2 separate regions of the Rattus norvegicus genome follow, and region 2 is linked to region 1. The links are chromatin contacts, called in public Hi-C maps. All regions are on one chromosome and are shown on one strand. Each heading gives the region's core, a stretch centred on a gene start, on an enhancer-like site or on the middle of the called end of the contact. The rest is flanking DNA. Distances are from core to core; before and after follow the strand shown.

Evidence for each region. Hi-C and Micro-C count contacts between places; a contact is called where the count stands out from the background.
Region 2: a contact with region 1 is called in a Hi-C map of Schwann cells, with 5 times the contacts expected there. The contact joins two enhancer-like sites. A contact is called at or near these places in 3 of 12 Hi-C or Micro-C datasets (the A7r5 cell line, the Rat2 cell line and Schwann cells).

What each region holds. Positions count from the first base shown.
Region 1 is chr3:84,973,070-84,976,491 of GRCr8, reverse strand. The region is part of intron 16 of Itprid2 (ITPR interacting domain containing 2); the gene reads right to left. Among named protein-coding and RNA genes, the nearest start is that of Itprid2, 31 kb to the right of the region's middle. Within about 2 kb of position 1,566, at least 16 of the 93 cell types and tissues checked have an H3K27ac peak or open chromatin away from gene starts, as enhancers often do. A contact at or near this core is called in Schwann cells, where this site is marked.
Region 2 is chr3:85,097,013-85,100,434 of GRCr8, reverse strand. All of the region lies in intron 4 of Ppp1r1c (protein phosphatase 1, regulatory (inhibitor) subunit 1C), which reads right to left. Among named protein-coding and RNA genes, the nearest start is that of Ppp1r1c, 75 kb to the right of the region's middle. Within about 2 kb of position 1,639, at least 1 of the 93 cell types and tissues checked has an H3K27ac peak or open chromatin away from gene starts, as enhancers often do. A contact at or near this core is called in Schwann cells, where this site is marked.

The sequences.
Region 1 (3,422 bases), core at 317-2,816:
CGTTCCTTTGCTGTCAGCAATCATCTGCCATGCTGCACATGTAAATAAATACTAGATCTGAAGTCTACCTTCTACGGCCATTCATGAACACTAAATAACAAAGATTTTCAGATGCACCACACTTTATAGACCCATTTTAAGTGGGTATGAAACATGAAAATCTGAGTATTGTAGCCACTGTACATAAGATAAATGCAGTATATAGGAAAGGAATCATTGAAATTCTATATTATACAAGATGTTAAGCATTCTCTAATAAGACAACTTTATTACATCTTCCTGTTTATCATTCAATTAAAAATGAACGCTAAATATTATGGTAACACAGATATTGCTAGCATAAAATATAAAAGAGTATCTAAGAGCCTGGGAGGTTGAGACCGAAGGATTATTTGAGTCCTTGAACTTGAGACCACCTTGGACAAGCCCTATCTCAATAAGAAAGAAAAGAACCCAATGAACACGAATCTCCATTGTCTAGTACATTTTACTCGAGGAGCACAGAAATGATACCATCTCGAGAATAATAAGAGAAAGCTGGGGGTGGTGGCACATGCCTTTAATCCTAGAACTTGGGCAGCAGAAGAAGATAGATCTCTGAATTCAGGGCCAGCCTACTCTACAGAGAGAGAGTTCCAGGGCAGACCAGGGTAAATACTGAGACCCTGTCTCAAAAAACCAACACCCAACCAACCAACCAACAACAGAACAAAGAAAGAGAAAGAAAATGAAAGTAGCCACATTGAAACTAGCACTGAAAATAACACAATGCCTGTAATAAGCCATTTCACAGCAGAACTGTGAACAAATAAATTAGCTCTAAAGTTCCTCATGCTATAGAGACCACTTGGGTTCGGAGTAAGAGAAGACATGGGGCTTCAGAGTATGAAAATTCTAGACTGGCTAGTAAAAGCACTTTTGTGAGCACAATTTCCAAAAGGTTGTATTGACATCAGACAGACTACTTGACGCGCATGCGCACACACACACACACACACACACACACACACACACACACACACACACACACGATTTTTTCTTGCAACACACAATGAATGACTTGCTGGTACAACATGTGAGGCTGCATCGACATAGTGCTTAGAGCCCCAAAGCCAGGACCCTTAAATGTTCTCTAAAACATTCCAAAGGAATGCATGAGAAGCTGTGTTTTTACCTAAACACATGTTTAAACATGTCAGATACACTGACAGTTGTAAACCCATCCTAAAAGCTAAATTAAACAGAGTACCTTTATAAAAAGCATGCCAATCTATGCTACTTATTCTTGACATTTGAGGCTGACTCTCCTCTGAGAATGGCACATTTTCACATATCCTATAAACCATCTTTTTATTCCTACACATATGTACATTCTCAAGTATCTGTAAATGGTTTTGGTCATGATCACCCATATCACAAATGACTCAGACAAATTCTAAGGCAGTACTGTTTTGTCCTCAACTGGGATTTGTACACAATCTGGAATGAGGAGGGCTCTTGGGTTGACAAAAGTTTAAGTACAGACTGTGCATTAAACACTTGTATGAAAGGACTGTGTATGGACATTCTCTTTCCAAAGGGGATTCAGCTGACTGAGTGCACTGAAGTAACAAAGCAGTCTTTAAACCTCCCAGGGTTCAGTGATGGAAACAAAGGCCTGACAGATGGCATTGTTTTCATGCACCCAGGAGTGCAGTAAGATAGAAAAAAAAAAGGTCCCTGAGAGTGTCTGCCAAACACTCTTAATCCTCACCTGCAGAGCTGTTCTATCCTAGATCAGATCTTGCCTTCCTGAATACTGGCTTTGTTAATGGGGTTAAGGGCCACAAATTTACTGGGAAGATAGAATCAAATTTTATTTTCTTGGTAGCAAATACAATAAGCTTTGTAACTTGATATTTAGTACTGTGGACATTTAACGTTAAAAGATTATCAGCTAGAAATAAATGAAGGAAAAAAATCAGTATCTAAAATATTTTATAAACAAACTTTAAACATAAAACCACCTAGCTGAGTTAGGATAACAATATGAATTGGTTTTTGAATTTTAGCTAGCAGTGAACCAAGGGATCTATCGCGTATGTTCTCAAAATACTTCAGCAAGTTTGATTTGCTAAGCACACCATCAACATCCTTGTGCTCGGTAAGTCCTTTGTGGACAGCAAGGGTAAATGTTAAAGCAGATTTCCTTTAAATGTTGACACATTCTGAGCTAAAGGGCTTCTCGAGAAGGGTTTAGTAACACATTCTGAAAAGTTTGTCAAACATCTGCCTTCCACACTAATTTAAATGCTGACAAAGTATAACATCTTTCATATTTAATAGGAGATTCCTATAAATGATTAAGTAATTCCCTAGGACCAAGGCAGTAAAATGGAAACAAATGACTTCTTCTATAGTCTGTGCTATTGGCCAAAGAATCAATATTCTAGTCTATGCCAACACGCTCTTCCTAGACAATTATTTGCAACATGGATCAGGCCAACGAACTTTTTAAAATGAAAACTCAGGCATGCTTTAAAGGAGCAACTATGCCAAATAAGCGATAGGAAGCCAGGTTTTCAAGAGAACTTCAAACCAAAGCAAATTAAGAGGAACGAAAGTATCAGAATTTAGTAGAGGGAAAAAAAGGAGTTAGCGAACTTGTCATGAGCAAATGCAGCTCAGGCTGAGTGATTATCTAATCTAACTAAAGTACTGTCCTGTGTATAGACAAGTTCCTGTTTCTGTTCCTACCCAGGCACACCTGACTGAGGAAGGTGAGTGTACACTTTGCCACATTTTAGTTAGCCACATCAAGTCATAAAAATAACTCCATTTTCAGAACAATACATGTATAGAATTGAAGTGCTCCACTAGTTCGTAGTCAAGTCTGGAGAATAAACAAAAACCACGCACCCTGCACCTATACTGATTTTGAAAATGGGCATTTGTGTAAACATATCAGAAATCCTGGGTAACAATTTGCATGTAACACAAAAGTCACATCTTTTTTTGAATATCATCCTCAACACACACACAGGTGGTTACAGAAAGCAACTTTCAGCTGAATCCAGGAACTTAAAACACAAAATACGGGGAACTTAAAAATCTACCAGCAAGGTCAGTCCTGTGCACAGGCACTCCTACCCACAGCTTTGTCAGATTCCAGGCCGTCCTTTCACCCCATCTTGGTAACTGACAAGCTCCAATGCTGGCTCCCAAGCCTGGATACCACAAGCACAAGTCAAACGTTTCCAAGGTCAAGTACCATCTTGTATGATCTGCTTCCTGACTATGTTAACCATGAGGAAACCATGCTACTGCTTTAATTAGTTTATATTTTTTTGTCCTTCCTTGTGTCACTGGTAAAGTCCAGAGTATTATCCTTCCAATCCTATTCTTCCTGAGAAGTCCTGCAGGTTTTACTGCATGTTTTCACA
Region 2 (3,422 bases), core at 390-2,889, 120 kb before region 1:
GCTGATTCCACAATTATTAACCTCTGCGGTATCCACTATCTCTCTCTTTGCTTTGAGCATTAACATTAAAAACTTTTTTGTTCCAAAATTATAATTTGTGTGAAGAACGTTATTATTCTTTTATGGTAAGAAAAAGGAGGGGAGGCAAGCTTACTCCCTAGGGATTGCTCCATCATTCAGAAACTGCTTCAGTCACACAGGGGCTTTGCATGGCACTGTATTGATTAGTGAACTTGTGTTTGTGTGAGCTCAGGGATATCTGTCTTATGTGCTTGTCGGTATAGTCTATACAATAGTCTAAATAAGTTTATATAAAGATTTATTGTTCCAATTCTTCAGTTTCTATCTGAAAGGCAGTGTCTTATACCAGTGACTATTGTGAATATTTTACTTTATTTTCTTCACATATCTATTTTCATATAACAGACAAGAATAGTTATAAAATTAGACTTTTTCACTTAATATTTTATCATTTTTGATGAATACCCCCCACTCTATGTTTATAACAGATTAAAGATAAAATAAGATAAAATCTAGAAGCAAGAGATAGTACATTTGTACCTTTTCCCACAAAGTTGTACCAAGTCACATTTCAGTGACAATATCTCTTATCCCATGTGCTCATGAAGTATGAGGAAAATCTTAGGGGTAATTGTTGGTAAGTCTAACATCCCAAGTTCAATACCAGAACCTGTGTTGGAAGGAAAGAACTGACTCCTCAAAGTTGTTTTCTGACCAGGGATATCACTGTGCTCATATACATACTTCAAACACATGTACACATGCACGCACGCACACACACATACACACACACACACAGTGACTACAGAAAGATTGTAAACTGAAAATTTTCTAATTATACCAATGTAAAAAATGTAAATTCAACTGGGCTTGTGGATTCATATATATCTGGGAAATATATTTAAAATATAAATAAAAAAGTGGATCAGATTTTATGAAGGAAGAAGCAAGAGGGAGTGCCATAGGAACCAGTAGAATAAAATAACTCGGAAGATCAAATTGAAATGTGAGAGTGAAAAGCAAGCAAACACATTATGTAATCAATGTGTTGAGAGCTGTCACAAATCGAGGGAAAACTGTTGACACTCAGGTAAATACAAGCTGTGAGCTGATATTTTCTTTAAAAAACGTTATTAGTGGCTCTCAACAACATAAAAAAGCTATCTCGTTCATAACTCAAAACTTAAAAAAATTAGTCCTTGAATGTCTATTTTAAAATATTTTATGTATTAGTGTGTGTGTGTGTGTATGTGTGTGTGTAAGAGAGAGAGAAAGAGAGAGAAAAAGAGAGAGAGAAAGAGAGAGAGAAAGAGTATGTATGTATGTATGTATGTATGTATGTATGTATGTATGTATGTATCAACACACTTTCATTTGACCAGAAACTAAAATACAGTGGACAGCAAAGACCAAACACGCATGCTATGTGATCAGCTTTCTCCCCTGTCCTCTGTCTTAAACATTCCCCTTGTGTCATGTTATGGAGTCTTGTACTCTTGGGAAATAAAGTCCCAGTTCCTGAATTTCAGAATATACTGGCACTTGGTTCTGTCCTGTAGTCAGAGCAAACAGTAGCCGTAGACAGAAGAAACATTGTACACAGTGAATTCTTGAGGGATTGTTTCTGGGTGATAAACTGGTGGCAGCAAAACACAATGTATCCCCCACTTTGCCTAAGGCGGATTACACCAGAATTTAATTATCTTGTAGAAGAAAGTATCTTTGGCACCCTAATGCCTTTTTTTGTTTTTTTGTTTTGTTTTAGATTCAGAGTGCAGTTGAAGGCTGACGATGCATAAAATAATGATGAGCACTTTCAGGAGGAAAGAACTCACAACTGCCCACGTCTTACTGTTACAGGCAGTGTCATTAGAACTCATTACTCTCCTGGAAAGTGTGTGTTTATGTGTAGGGGGACAGATGTGGGTAACAGAAATCTTGCAAAAATAAACCCAGGTTGAAAGAAAATTTCTGTTAATCATTCCGTTGCCTCTGTCTCACATCAAGACACTGTGAATATTTAAAAATATGAACATCCTTTCTTTCTTCCACAATTTTGATTTTTTTGTACTTCAATAACAGGAAAAAAATCCAGGAGATCTTAGTGTTCCAAATGCCTGGGCCTTTGCAATAGATTCTTAGACCAAATAAGGTCCCTTCAAAATGAATTATACTCTCATCCTGTACCAAGAGAACCGATTTTCAAGGTATGTTTGTGACTGTCTTCACAAATAAATATGCTCAGTCTTCCTATGTTAACGTTATTCAACTAAGCATTGTGGCTTTCTATGGGTGCTACCAGACTCAATGGTGTGCTGCACTTTTCAGAAGCCTCATCTTTGCCCCATAAGACATTGTCAGCTGTGGTCTCCAGCTATACAGGACAGAATGGCTTTTCTCCCAGTAGGTGGCAGTTGATTAGAGAATTCTCTGGTGATATCGCTGTGGCCTTCAATGCCTGACAGTGCTTTTACAAAAATATCCCTTTCAATCTTAAAATGTTATTTCTATTGCTAGAATAATTCAGCAACCACTCAATCCCTTCTTTCCTGAGTCAGAAAAGGGAGGGAATGTGGAACTGGGCTTACAAACAGACCTTCCCCATAACTAAGGCTCTGTTACCAAAGCAAGATGTAATTTGGCAAACTTGATCCTTTGTGTCCTTCAGGTTAACTTCCAAAGGTGACTTGATGCCAGGTACACACAGGTATGTTTTAGAGATGGCGAATGACCCGTGGTTCTGTCAGATACACTCTGAAATCCACTTAAACGCTGTGAGAACTCCACTACCTGACTGTATCCCTCCTGCTCACTTCTCCGTTCTGTCCTTGAAATGCTGAATAGTCCTTGTTTCCCATGCGTGTGCCCACCTGCTGCTTTCGAAGTATGCCTCTGTTCTTTTCATGGAGAAAGTGAGAATTCATAATTTGTTTACCAGATTCTATTGATTGAGGTAGGAAATTTTTGTGTGCACTTGAGGAAAACCGAGCAAAGAGAATGCCCAACTCTGTTCAGAGGTAAGTATGGGTGTCTGCCTGGTTAGAGCAGTAGTTTTGTTATAATTTCTCCAAGGGAAGGGGAGGTGTTTCCAGAATGGTATATGAAAGTGTACATTTGAATGTAGTTAGACGTTGACATCTACTTGCCTTTTTGATGCACATGGCTTCTCCATCCTTGACACCAGTAGCTTAGCATGTAGGATAAGGATTGGTCAGAAGGATAAAAACGATATAGAGACATTTGTATCCATAATGAATGGGTATGGCTTTATATAGGATATAAAGTTTTGCAGTGTTTTTGGTATGGTTTAGCATGTTAGCACGCACATGAGACATATAACAACTGTTAAGTGAAAGCTTCTCCATTAGTAATGCTATAATATATAATATATGCATGTACAT